Regions from separate parts of the Callithrix jacchus genome. Here region 2 is linked to region 1. Evidence: chromatin contacts called from public Hi-C data. All regions are on one chromosome and are shown on one strand. Each heading gives the region's core, a stretch centred on a gene start, on an enhancer-like site or on the middle of the called end of the contact. The rest is flanking DNA. Distances are from core to core; before and after follow the strand shown.

Region 1 (7,023 bases), core at 2,589-5,088:
CTATCCTTGGTCAATAGACAACAAAAGAGCTGGGAGGCAGGAAGCAGTAAAATTTTAGGGAATTTTGGGACCCTGGGTTATTGCTAAAAGGGTGTGCGGTACAGGATTTGCGGTACTCATATTCAGAGAGAGTATTTTTTTTATTCTGGAATAAAACAACTTTTTCAAGTCTTTCTGGCCATGCCTTCTTCTTACAACTCAGAGACACAGAAGCGCGCTTTCCCCTTGATGGGTGGAGTCCACTGCTGTTGTGGGTTGCTGGCAGTCTTCCTGGCTCCGGACTGTCCTTCCACCTCTGTTTTCTTCCTGCTCGCCAAATGTATAGATACTGTCCTTTTCCTTGGTCCCCAAGGAGGCATGGACCACAAGGTGTTTTGAAGATTGAGCGGTAACAGAGCACAGTCGCTTCAATGAGAGGGAGGAAGTCTAATAGCATCAGATGACAAAATTACAGCAAATTTACTTGAAAGCACCATTTGGATTTTACTTTTGGTTCTAGGATCAGTAAAATAAAATGAGTGTTCCTATGAGCTGAGCTGAGGGTGTTGGCTTTTTAGGCAGAAAAGTTCTGGGGAAAGCAGAAACAGAGAACAAAAAGTCAGTTGACCCTTTTTAAGGGCTGCTTTATGGAGCTCAAAGAAGGGAACTTCCTTGTTACTGTCTCTGGCTGACCGGAATCACCTGCATTTTGTAAAGTTGGTCCATTTTAAAGTTTGGTTTCATTACTGAACACTTAACACAAGTGACTCCGTCCTGGTTTTGGTCTCTTCTGCCAGGACCCAGGCAGGAGGCTGATCCCAGACAATGGCCTCCCATGCTCTTGGTTTAATACGAGATTTCCGACTTCACCTCTGAAGCCCAGCACTTGCAGCCTTTCCCTGACATCCTCACTCCTTCAAATTCCAGGGTCCCAAAATGGCCTCATTCTCCCGCCTCTTCTCAAGCGAAACAAACTATCTTCCCTAATCATTCTAATTCCCCCGAGAGGGTGCCCTGTCCGCAAGGGAAACAGGCTTCGCCATGACCATGCAGAGCTCTTCCATCCTGATGACCTCAAATCCCGTCCCAAAGGGGCTCTGAGCCTTCACTCTGCAGATCAAGAAGCCCACCAGAGTGGCCCTCACCCACCCAATGCCCACCTTCCATGCCCCCGGGAGCCAGCTTTACTCAGACGAGTTCTGCTCCCGGCCTCTAGAATGCAGACCAGGCTGCTGCTTTCAAAGCTACACTTCTGTGGAGTTTCCTATACTAGTGAAATCTGTTTTAAATGAACATCAAGAATAGCCTTGAAAGGGAAAATATGGACTCAAATCTACGCCGACTGGCACCAAGCGGCATGTGAGAAACATGGGAAAAAAAGTCCAGCTCTTCCTGCTCGTCAGCTGGGCCCTCCCCCTTCCGGAAAGCTAACTGTATGTAAATGAATCTCTTCGTCTTTTTTTAGAGTGATAGCAGTTGCTGCGCTTCTAAATTTAAGTAATGTATGCTAAAGTTAACTTAGTAGTTAAACTATGCTTTGGAGTTAAACTGCCTGCATTTTAAGTCCAGGACTTACCACTTATTAGTTTCTATTTTTGTTTTGCTTTGTTAATTTTTTTAACTCTAGATAAGTCTCCATTTTCTCATCTGAAAAAATATATATATTATTTACTCCTGCATTGGTAAGAGGAAGAATCAATGGATGCCTTCAAAATACTTAGGACATCTTGTGGTGCATTGATACCCAATAATTGTCAACGTCACATTCTCTGTTACTTTTCTGTTAGACAAACAACAACTCTATGCCCCCCCCCCGCCCCCGCCACAAAAAATCTCGGCCTCTTTTGAGATTGACTGGCATTTGGGATAATGCCATCTCAGCAGAGCTGGGCATTATGAATCCCATCGTATCCCGCTGTCTCTCTACCGTCCCTCTCTATCCAGCCTGTGGCTTCATGGCCCGTAGTTCCTTCTAACTGAGGTTTTAAGAAAATCAAATAGAAGGGATTTCTGCAGGACAATGGCTCCAAATGCTGCTTGGGTCTTCTAGAGGTTCCTCTTTTCACACACAGGCAGCGTCTCCTTGGCTCTCCTTGATGATCCGAATGCATCACTAACCTATTTCCACAGTGCTGGGGACACTGTGCTGGGAAGCTGCCTCTGAGTCCTTGGTACCAACAGAACAGATTATGTTCCGTGCTCTTCCAGTTGGATTCAGGTCCCTAAGCTGAATACCAGCCCCTTCTCCAGAGTAGAGAAGACAGACTCTCTGTACCTTGAATTTTTCACTCATTTCAAAGAAATCTGTAGTCTCATAACAGTACCTTCCCCATCCCACCTCCCCAATATACTACACACGTCTCATTATCTAGTTCTTTAGCTCTTGTGGCAAATAGATATTAAAATACTAAATCTGTCTAAGATATTTTCTTCATAAAATATTAAGGGAAAATGTCTGTGTTAACAATGTTTTAACATGAAATAATAAACAAACTCCACTAATTGGGTATTTTTCTTCTGAAGGTCATATGCCTCCATAAAAATCACCCTGGCAAGTGTGCAATTCAAAAGAGTAATCACACCTTACCTTCAGACACTGTGCTTTTTTGTGTTCAAAGAGCATTCTTTAAATGTTAATTAGTTACTCCACCAAATATCCTAGAAGGTGTGGATTAATATCTGCTAACCACAGATGGTGACTCAAAGGGAGAGGGAGACTGACTCCTGCCTCCTGTCACACAACAATTCGGAGGCCAGACTTTTTAGTTTAATCTTTGTGAATGGACTAGCAATGAGTCACAAACTGGGGCTGAGGAACCCAGGGGTATGTATTCTAAATTTCCTATGGATTTCTTCTATTCTTGGATTTGCATGAAACTCATAGATGAACCCGTGAGAAGTGCTTTCATGGATATGAGTTCACTATCAATGGACCCCTTAAATCAGGTAGTCACTATCTCAAGGGTCGCCAGCTAGAAAATGTTAGCATGGAGCTCTCTCTTCCTGCCTAACAAGATGGGAACTACTTACTTTCAAGTCCATTTTAGCTACAAGTGATCTTTTATGAATGCTCAACAGTAGAAAGAACAGACGTGCCAGCAGCATCTTCCCGGGATCCCAATACACTAGGACTACTATAGGCAGAAAGCTCAGAGGTTAACCGGCTGACAGCCCTCTTTGCTGACACCCACCACGAGTGAGAGCGTCTCTCAGTCCCTGCCCCATGCTTTTCCTAAGGACTTACGATGTTCCCATCGCATAAAACCACTTGCAACCGTTCCCAATAATTGCAGTGTGAAAAGTGAGCTGATCAGCATCCGACTTTTATGGCCTGCTACTAACCCAGCCAGCATTTTCTAATAATACTTTGCCTTTATATCCCAAGATCGCAGAGCAATTTACGAAGATTAATTAGAAGCGCCTCAGAACTCTCATCTTTGGTGGAGGCAGGGGCGGAGGCCATGAGAGGGGAGTTAAATTAGCCTCCCTGGAGTGTGGGAAGTGAGAATTTTAAGTGAGGGCTCCTCTTGTTCGAGCCAAGACTATATCTGAGAATAAAACCCTGTGTCCGATTAGTAGTCAACAGAGAAACAATCTGTCATCTGATATTCCAAAAGGGTTCAACTGGGAGGAAGTAACCAGCCTGTTGTGTTTATTTTTTATTTGAAAAGTGATGTAAACACCCAAATTTGTTACTACCCCTGGGGTCCTGGCACAATGCCCAAGATATCTGCAATTTTGTGAGATTACAGCTTGTGTCACCCCGGAAGAAGCCATTTCACTCTTTGCCCTTCAGTGTCCTCAGCCTGCAGTCCCTGGTTCCCTGAGAGGCCGAGGGTGAGCTGGGATCCATGTGACCCTTTGATGTCTGATGGGATGGAGGCTGGCCCTCTCCAGGCCTCCCCCACTCAGTGCTACACTAGGCCTGGTGCTGCCAGGATCCGCTTGGCAAAGAATAGGGAACGATGGTGGAGAAAGGACTCTATCAGACCATTGAGGAAGCGCAGCTGCTGAGAGGCCAAGGGGGATGCAGTGGGGGGGTGTTAGGGGGAACTGCAGTGACGCTCTGTTTTGTTCTTGCAACCAAGGCACAAATTAAAGCAAAATTAGAGACTTTCTTTGGGCGATTGGACGGATGGGAGGAGGAGGAAGACGGGGAAGCAGAGCTTTTAAGGACAGCAATTTGAGAACATCTGAGACAAATCTGTGGCTGATTCTTTTTTTGTGTGAATTAGTTAGTGACTTTCTTTTTGGATTCCGGAGGGGTTTTTCCCCCCTTCCTTTCCCTTTTTGCACCATGCACATGTAAATGTGATTGAGAATTCTTTCGTCAGATCTGCTGCCTTGGCAGCCTTCCTGCCAGCTGGCCTGGCTGGGGGAACCCACGCTGGTGGCTGATTGCGATTGACAAGTCCTCCCAGGCTTGGTGGGAGGAAGTTCTACATGGGAGACACTCCTCAGGCCCTCCTTTGGGGTTTAGTTCCTGCAGGAAAGGAGGGCAGAGGAGCAGGACTGAACTCCTCTCTGCCCACAGAGGGCACCGGAGCCAACACCACCATGTTCTGTGAGCACACAGCAAGCACAGTTGTGAGCTCAGGGGGTTGCTGCTCTCTCTGGGGCACCATCGGATGCAGAATCATGGGTGCCCAGAGTCGAGTAGATTTTGAAAGGCCATGGAATTTACCTCCTCCTTCTCTATCTCACTTCTTGCCTCTATCTAGGGCATTTCATCAAAACACCAAGATAGAAGAAGTGTAAAAATCTTGCCTGCCCCAAGTGGTTGTAGTATGTGGTTTGTCCTATTTTTGGCTTCTCTGTTTCAGCTCATTTTCTCTTTGTGTCCCTTCCTTTTTCCCTCCGTGGCTCCAGGCCATGTTGATTTTCTAGTGTTTTTCCTTATCATCTTTCCGTTCTTCTCCCTGCCCACTCAGATTCTCACCAGAACCTAACTCAAGGCTTCCACCCACGCAAGTTCTCTCTGCTAAACGGGACTGTGTTTACACACTGTTGAGCACAGAACCTTACCTGTAGTAACTGATCTCTAAAAGGCCAGTGAAATTACACACTCTCATAGGTAATCTCATGTGTGTGTATATGTGTGTGTGTTAGACTTTTAAAACAATATTTTAGTTTTTCCCTTTTTATTTTTTTGAAACAGGATCTCTCTCTGTCACCCAAGCTGGAATGCAGTGATGCAATCACAGTTCATTGATGCCTCAACCTCCCAGGCTCAAGCAATCCTCCCATCTCAGCCTCCCAAGCTGGGACCATAGGCGTGTACCATTTTTTTAATTTGTTTTTGTAGAGACAAAGTCTTACTATGTTGCCTAGGCTGGTATCGAACTCCTAGGCTCAAGGGATTCTCCAGCCTCAGTTTTTCCATAGGTTCATAAAGCCATGTGCATTGAAAGTCTCTCCAGAGATCACCCGTATGTAGATGACTACGGCAGACAGCCACTGAGATGAGCTTCAGACCCTCACCTTCAAATAGAATACAGCTGTAATGAGGGGTTGCCACTTCCACAGTTAAGTGACAAAAAGCTCATGGATTTCCTCTTGGGCAAGCTCTCTCACTCCCTCTTGGATTCACTCAGGGAGCCAGCTGCCATGTTGTGAGGAAGCCCTGTGTAGAGACCCCTAACCTGCTAACAGTCACATGAGTGAGCTTGAGGCAGATCTGCTCCTCCTTCCAGGCAAGCCTTTAGAACAGGCCTGGCCCACAGATTGACTGTGCCCTTAGGAGCAACCCTGAATCAGAGACACCCAGGTAAACTCTTCCAAGATTTCTGACCCCAGAAATTGTGAGATAATAAGTTTGTCATTCAGGCTGCCTTGTTTGTTACAAAGCAATAATAAATAATTAATACAGTGGGTTCTCAGGCCACTATAATACTCTGTTCTCCTCTTAAGGTGCTTTAAAAGAAAAAGAAAGTAGACAACCAGCTTCAGCACTAAGAGACTGCTTTCTAAGTATTTTTAACTCTTTGGAAAGAACAATCTACAACACTTATCTCACACTGACCGTTTCTGAACCTAGAGCAACTTTAGCTACTGAAAGACGTATCAGGCAATCTACTACATCAAATTAATTTTAGTTAACCTAAAAAATAAGTGATGCTCAATTGGGAGGCTATGGAGCAAGAAAAAGTACTCAGAAAAGAGAAGGACACTAACCAGTGCTAACTACACCCAGTCATTGCTCTACATGACTTGCATTGTATTTTCTCATTTTATTTACCCATTCTTCCTCTGGAGTAAGTTCTATTTTTATCCCCATTTTACAGATAAGGTAGCTAAGCCACAGAAAGTTTTATTACATTTCTCAATGTTATATAGCTAATAAAAGCCTTACTTCAAAGTCCATACTCTTGACCACAAATTATTCTGACTTGCCATTTCAGACAAATTCAAATTATTAAATATAATCTAGTCTTAGGACTCACAAATATTGGTTAATTGAAAAATTGATGAATAATAGAGATGTATAATAAAATTGATACTATATATTTTTAAATTTTGTCCTATATATGGAAAGCTTATTTCACCAGTTATAACATGCACCTGCATGAGTGGAATTGCATCTTAAATGCTCCACTGCACCCAGTCCAGGACTCTATTATTTCATGACTGTGCATCGGAAACAATTGGAGGAAGTCAGTCAAACAGGGGCCAGCCACAGAGAGAATTACAGGAGTTGACAGCGTGAAAGAAGAGGTGGTCAGAGATCAAAATAAGTTCAGGGCTCTTGGAATACAAACTGAGAGAGAGAAAAACCAAATCATCATCTTTAGGGTGAGGTTGATGAGGAAGAGTGACCCATAATTGAGCATTCAATAAGCCAAGGATGCAGAAAGACAACTAACAATAAAGCATGCTTGGCTGTGGAATGCTTGCTATGTGCCAGGCACTGTTCTAAATGATTTCCATGTATTGTCTTCTTTGATTTTACATCACCATGTGAAGTGGTTACTAAAAGCATCCCCATTTCACAGATGAGGAAACTGAGGCACAGAGAGATTATTGTTACCTCCCAGCCACAGTTAG
Region 2 (6,930 bases), core at 351-2,850, 87 kb after region 1:
GAATTGGTGGATAGCAGAGGCATCTGGTTAAGGAGGTGTTTTATGAGCATCAAGTGAGGTGTGTGTGTAAGATACTTGGCATCCATTAAATGTTCCATGGATGCCATTGCTAATGTGTTTTTAATGCAGAGTAAAGGTTGTAGAGCTGGAAGCCATGTTGGAGACATTGAAGGAGGCTCCCTTATTGCACAGGTGAGGGGGGAGAGCAACGTCACTCAGCAGTTCAGCCGTGGGGGCACTGAGGCTCTGGCTCCCGGCTCAGGTGAGGGTCTGTCATCTTAGGCTGTTTTCGTAGCCTGGATTGTTGGTCACAGCACAGAAGGGGGGTGGTGAGGGAAAGGGAGGAAGCTAAATCAGTCTCAAGAAATGCGGTTGCTGAGACCATTCCTCAGGAGAACAAATAAACCAGAATTAAAAACTATAAAAAAGCCTCCTGCAGTGCCATGGTAATGAACTTGTCCGTGACTGCACGGCGTAGAGGGTCCCAGCTTCTGAAGACTTGAGCTATCTGTTGCCTGCAAAGGGGTTGGGGAAATCATTTGCTGAAGGGAGAGAAGTTTGAAGCAAAGATACTGATGCAATCTGGAGTCTCCTTCCAGGTGGCATCAGATTGAAGCGGAGGCTGGGAGCTGCTTTTGTTTTGAAGGCTTTGTTGGTGTCTGACTGGCAACTCTTGGTAATGAGAGAAGAAAAAACAATTAATTGGAAATGAATTTTAATTGTCTCTGACTTCTCATTTGTAGGCTATTAAAATGAGTTCCCTATTAAAATATCACATCGGCTGCCTCACTGCAAGATAAGAGAAAGCACCCCAAAAGCTCTTCTCCCACCACGTCCAGTACTCACTCCACACTCATTTCTTTTGGCAAAAAGTAGTTCTTAGATTTTAAGCAAAATGAACCAAAAAGGAAAAAACAGAAAAAAAAATGCCCTCAAATCTTTTCTTTTTTTTCTTTTTTTCTTATACATTTATTTATTTTGCTAAGGAATGCACGCCTGTGTTCATTTATTATTCTGTGGCTGTCTGCTTCATTCCCATTTCCGAGTGCCGTGGCAAAACGGCTTGGAGAGCAGGGCTTCGTCGGGGCTGGGCCTTCTCTGCCAGCTGCTCAGTCTCTACCTGGAATGGAGGCTCTAGTGGGGCTGGGGTGAGGCCAAGGAAACAGACACGAGGCACTGGGGCAGGAGACAGGCTTGAGCATTGAGGTCTAGGACCACTGTGTCCCCTTCTGCTCCCTACCTCACCTGCTCCTTTACCCCACTGGATCAGGGAGGTTTGTTTCTCAGACACAGGTGCTGTCCGGGAGTTACAGCCCTTCTTGGAGATCTCAGATCTAGGCTAAAACCACCTCTGACACTGCCCAGCGAGGTGTCTGTGTGATGAGAGCCATCCCCTGCCCATCTGGTCCCTCACTGAGCAATCCTAGTGTTCATTCAGTAGATGCTACAGGCCTGGGGCCCAGGAGGCTCCCAGGAAATTCAGCCTCCAGCCCTTTCTGAAAGCAGACATCCTTCCCTCTGCTTCACTGTCTGCCGATGCTCTCCCTCTTCCTCCTGCTCTGTCCTTCCTCACTCCATCTTCCGTTCACTTTTTCCCGCCCCCATCATCTTTCTTCTGACCGTTCCTCCCAGCCCTGATTCTCTCCTAGCAAAAGCGCCAGGAACTCCTCCCTAATAGGCTCTGCTCAAGAACTTACTAGGAGGTTTTTGGCTCTTGCCTTTCTAGGTAAGGTCTGCACTCAGCAACTTTATGGATGCCAGGAAGGAGCCATTTCTATCTCCCCCGGGCAGAAGCATAATCAGCCCGGAAGGCCAGTTCCACCCCTTGACTCCCTGGGGCACTATCTGGTTTCTGTACTCACCCTCCCCGCCCAACCCCATCACTGTGCAATTTATTTATGGAAGGCCAGGGACACCTGTCTCCTTCCTTCTAAATCACCTGCATGTTCAGGGGATCAGCCACAGCTCCTGCTTGCACCGGCCTTAACAGCTCTGGGCTTGCAGAGAATGCGGTTGAAGCAATGTTAGCTCTGGGCTGGCAGGGCCTGCCGGTGGCTGCCCTCACCCTCCTCTGGAGCCCACACTGAGCTGGGCATATATGTGACTTGGCAGAGGTGGCAAATGGCTCGGAGCCCCGTGAAAACCGCCAAGAGTCAGCGTTATAAGAAGCTGAGGCCTTGGGCAAATTCACAGGCCACTGGAGAGTGACAAAGTGCCCATCAATGGTGGTTGATCAAAGAGGTGGTATCAAAAGTGGCAAAGAGAAGTGTGTCCCAGGAGCTTGCCTCAGAATAAGGACCTGGGGAGCTTGCCTCGGAGTAAGGACCTGGCCACCTGGTGGGGGCAATGATATTTGTTGGTTTGAGAGCTAAGATCCCTTTGAAGGTCGAGTCAAGGTTTGGGGGCTCCAAATCTTGGACAGCAGCAGGTGCTTGGCTCACGGACAAAGAGGCCCCCATCCCAGCTCCACCTGAGAGCCCTGGGCTGGCTGTTGGCTGCCCTCACCTGCACTGCCGCTTGGCAGCAGATGGCCAGGGGCCCGCAGCGTGCCCTCACTGTGTTCCTCTCCGCGTGCCCGTTCCTTTCTCTTTCTCTTTCTACACAAATTCCCTGTTTCTGGAGTGGACTCTGCTTTCCACACCATGAGTCCGGGAGGACCGCCCTTCTTGGCAGACGTGGGAGGAACAAGTCTGAGTGGTGCTGTCCCTCCCTCCCCGCCGGGAGCAGAGCAGCAAGGAGACCCTTGAATGTACCCGCTCTGGGGAGGCCTCAAAACAGAGCACAGGCCCAACTGCATCAGGGTCCAGGCAGCAATGTCAGCAAGCCAGGCCTCCGCAGTCAGGGAAAGGCAGAGGCAGGCGACTTGAGCAAAGAAGCCTCCTCTGAGAGGAGACAGGTGTCCATCCGCACTGCACGTGGATGGAGGAGCTGCGCCTGCTTCGTGAAGCAGGCGCAGGTGTGCTTGAATGGCTGGAATGAGTGCCGTGTGGCTCTGCTGCTCTGAGGAAACCGCGTCACACACCCCGGACAGCTGGAGTGCCTCCCCGGTTCAGTCTCCCTGGGATTCCAGCACATTCTCTTCTGCCCAGACTCTTCCTGTTCACTCATCAGACCACACTCAAACCCAGCTTGTCTTTGTTCACGGCTCTCTAGGCTGGCGTTAACTGGATGACAGGATACTTATTCGTATATACTTTTTTCCACTAGACTACTGGTAGTGGGAAAGGGACATCATTGTACTTTGGTATTTAGCACTCCTGGTACACAGTAGGGCCTCAGTGGAAGCTTATGGAATTCAAATATCTATGGACCAGCCTTAGCTGCTTCTTTCTGGCCTTCAAAATAAAGCCTTTGTGATAACTGCTCCCTTAAGACAGAGAAGACCACAGTGTCTGGGTGGGTGAGGGGAGGGGAGTATCCATGTCCCTTGTCTATTTTAGGCTTTAGCCTAAAAATAGATGGGGAAGGATGAGAGGGCTGAGGAGGGCAGGAGGGCCAGAAAACTCCTAAGGCTTCTGGTGGTAAATGGTGAGTACAGCAATGGGTCAGAAGGTGACTGCAGAACCCTTGCTGGCTGCCCACTGGAGTATAGCTGGTGACCACGGGGATGATCAGGGCTTCCTACGGGCTCCTGACTGAGGGGAGAGGCTTGTGGTTGACAAGTCCATCTCCACTAACCTGGGAGGACACCTGCCTTAGAGGACAAGGGATGCTGGTGGCCTTCTGTGAGCAGGACGTTTTGGCGGCCCCAAAAGCATCACAGGGCTGTTTCTGCCAGATCAACCCTAGTGCTTCGGCTAGGCCCCAGGCCTGGGCTTTGTAAGAACTGCAAATTGTGTCCTCATTATCTGTGTATGAGTGTCAATGTGTGTGTCTTTCTTCTTATCTCGTAGTCATTTGGGTCACCTGCCCACCTCTGGACAAAACCTGCATTTAAATATGGCGCCAGACAGTGACATAATGCAATTAGGGGACGATGCTTGCCGCTGTAATTTTGCACGCTTTTGGAAAATCTGCAAAAATGCTCTCCCATCCCACACCAGGAGCACTGCTGGACAAATGCTACTGGAAGGACCTGTGCCTTGGGGGCCCAGGTGATGCCTGAGACCCTTTGTAGACAGCATGGCAGCTCTCTCTCTCTCTCTCTCTCTCTCTCTCTCTCTCTCTCTCTCTCTCCAGGGGGTGGAGAACAGAGATCTTATGTTTGCAGATAGCCTTTTAAAATAAAGTGCCAGAACAAGGATTTGACATCCTCATTGAGGGAAAAAAAATTGTTTTTGCCTACCCGCCTTCTCCCCCGTCTGTTGGTGTCGGACTCTGATGGGTTGAAAGGCAGCACAAAGAGAAAGAGGGTGGGAAGATGATGGCAACTCAGGGAGATAATTGACTTCAGAAATGCTATGTCTTGGATGTAGGAAGAAAACAAGTGAAAATATGTTATTTTACAACCTTGATACTCCTGACCTCATGGAAAGAAAATATACACACAGCATAGGGGTGCACAGGTAGGCAGGAGGAAGGGTCCTTGCATGGGGTGCTGGTGCCCTCGCGTGGCTGTGAGAAGTACTGCCACACGCGCACGTTCTCTTTCCCAGAGAAGCAGGCAGGCTGCACATGTGCTTGGCCACTGCCTGAATTGAAACTGGAAAGAGCTCACTGAAAAGGAGTGCAGTTCATACGAAGTCTTCCTTCTCTACCCAAGACATTCTTGTCACTCCTAGGGCTGGTATTCTTGAAGAGGAGAGGCCAGGAGGTATTGCAGGAAGTAACTATAGTAGAAAGCAAGCTCAGTCCTAAAGCTCAGTGTGGTGTTTGTGACTTAGTGCCGCATCCTTAGCGGGTCTCAGCTTTGTCATCTATAAAGTGATCAGCAGGACCTGGACAGTGTTTCTGCTTCCCTGCAGCTGGGATGCTCTGGCCTTAAGGATGCTGAAACTCCAGAGAGCTGGCAACTCGCTGGTATCAGTCGGGCGGGAGAACTCTTCGTGTGGGATTGCTTCATTTCATTTGAAGTCCTTCAGTGCTATGATTGCAGGCTTTCTCTGGTTCTCGTGAATCTGGTGTTGGCTCAGTGTAACAGAACCAGCCTTATTGTTCCCATTTGCAGTTACAAGAATATTGCCGTTGTTATTTGCAAGCTTGATTTCCCTGTCTGGTTACCTGTAACGCTGCCTCTCTGAAACTCTCGGAAAGAGAGAAAAACCTTCCCCGCGGGATATAGGTAATCTGGCACCTAAATTCATCAGAGCTCTAAGACGTGCATCCGCAGAAGGTTCATTAGCAGATGACACCCTGACTTCTGGATTAGTGACCAAAATGTGGGGCTCAGAGTTTGCAGCATTTGGTCTTATATTCTCCCACTCACTTGCTGCTAGAAAAGAAAGCTCCCAGTATGCCACATGGATTCCAAAGTCCCATTTCCTGCATTCATCCCACCATATTTGAAGACTCTGTTCTTTTCAAATGCTTAGTCCGTGTGAGCAGACCTCAATCTTTACCCAGCACCCCCTCTTCCTGATCCTGCCTGAGCTTTCGGATCTCCAGTTCCATCCTTACTTTAGTTCTTATATAAGACTAAGAGAGCCTTTATCTTTTATGTTTAAACCCTTGGGATATTTGTATTTAGCAAGACAGCAATTTCAGGCAGCTACACTGCTTTATTAAGTGTATTAAACAGCAGAGTAGCTCATCTGTTGTCGACTGGCTGTCTTGGCTCCATCCCAATATATCATGGGTGGTTTTCCCAGGGTGTGATTTCACAAACATTATAATAATGATTCATTAGTATCTTACATAACCAGTAATACAGACTGAACCTTTGCCAAATGCATTGCTAAAACCTTTTTGGAATGCTGGCCACATTAATTGATCATTGCTTGTTGAGGGCCTACTATGAGCAAGAGAATTTGCAATTTTCTTCTCATTTCTCGTGACAGCCCAAGAAGGGAGGTAGTACTATCTCATTTTAACCAAGGCCAAGGGAGGCTGGGCCACCTCCTCAAGTTCTGAAGCTGCCGCATCCTAGAGGAGGCCAAATCCAACCCCAGCTTGGAGTTCAAAGCTTGGGCATTTCTCATAATGGCCCTCCTCCCACAGACTGTCTGTGTCCAAAATTCCACTGAGGGCCTTGACTACGAAGACTCTCTGCCCGCATTTTGGCTGTGGCTTTGTGTGTCGTCTCATATGAAGGTGACTGAAAACTTCACACAGAAGATGTTTTCCATTTAAATCCCCCAAGATAAAATGACTCTGTTTCTAGAGAGAGAAAAAGCTCAGACCTCGGCTTGATTTTGCTTCCAGGGGCAAGAATTTGGGTCTAGATACATAATCTGAGAGATTCTTTTATGTGCTGAGGGGATGGGCAGGCAAACCACTTGGACCAATGGTTTGACCTTAGAAACTTAACCGGGTAGGTCTGTTTCACCATGGGATAGGACTGACACTTAGCCAGATTTTGAAATGAGAACCTTGAACTTGAACCCTTGCCTTTCTCTTCTGGAAAATTTGATTTTTAGCAAAAGGCTGTTGGAAGACACACAGGTCCATTTGTCTCTTAAACAGGTGAACACAGGGAAGAGAAACTGAGAAAAGGAGGCTTGGAGAGCACTGACTGTTTTCAAATATTTAAGTACTATTTGGTAGAAAAGGAAGGAGATGTTTTCTGTATAATTGCATAAAGCAAAACCAAGACTGATGGACAGAAGTTATTTGGGAGCAATCGGTTCAATACAAAGGAAACTTTAAAGGTCTCAGCTACCCAAAGAAGTGAAGGGCTGTGTTGGAGTTTTTCTAGCACTGAGAGGTAGAGAGAGAGAGAGAAAGTGCGTGCGTGTGTGTGTGTGTGTGTGTGCACGCATGTGTGTGCCTGTGTACACGCATGTATGTGGACAGATGCCTGTGTATGTGCATGCATGTGTGAATGTGAACCTG

Evidence for each region. Hi-C and Micro-C count contacts between places; a contact is called where the count stands out from the background.
Region 2: a Hi-C map of induced pluripotent stem cells shows a contact between it and region 1, with 4 times the contacts expected there. The contact joins two enhancer-like sites. A contact is called at or near these places in 2 of 3 Hi-C or Micro-C datasets (induced pluripotent stem cells and skeletal muscle).

What each region holds. Positions count from the first base shown.
Region 1 is chr10:31,372,488-31,379,510 of calJac240_pri, forward strand. All of the region lies in intron 2 of NTM (neurotrimin), which reads left to right. Among named protein-coding and RNA genes, the nearest start is that of NTM, 200 kb to the left of the region's middle. Within about 2 kb of position 3,839, at least 6 of the 16 cell types and tissues checked have an H3K27ac peak or open chromatin away from gene starts, as enhancers often do.
Region 2 is chr10:31,461,796-31,468,725 of calJac240_pri, forward strand. The region is part of intron 2 of NTM (neurotrimin); the gene reads left to right. Among named protein-coding and RNA genes, the nearest start is that of NTM, 290 kb to the left of the region's middle. Within about 2 kb of position 1,601, at least 4 of the 16 cell types and tissues checked have an H3K27ac peak or open chromatin away from gene starts, as enhancers often do.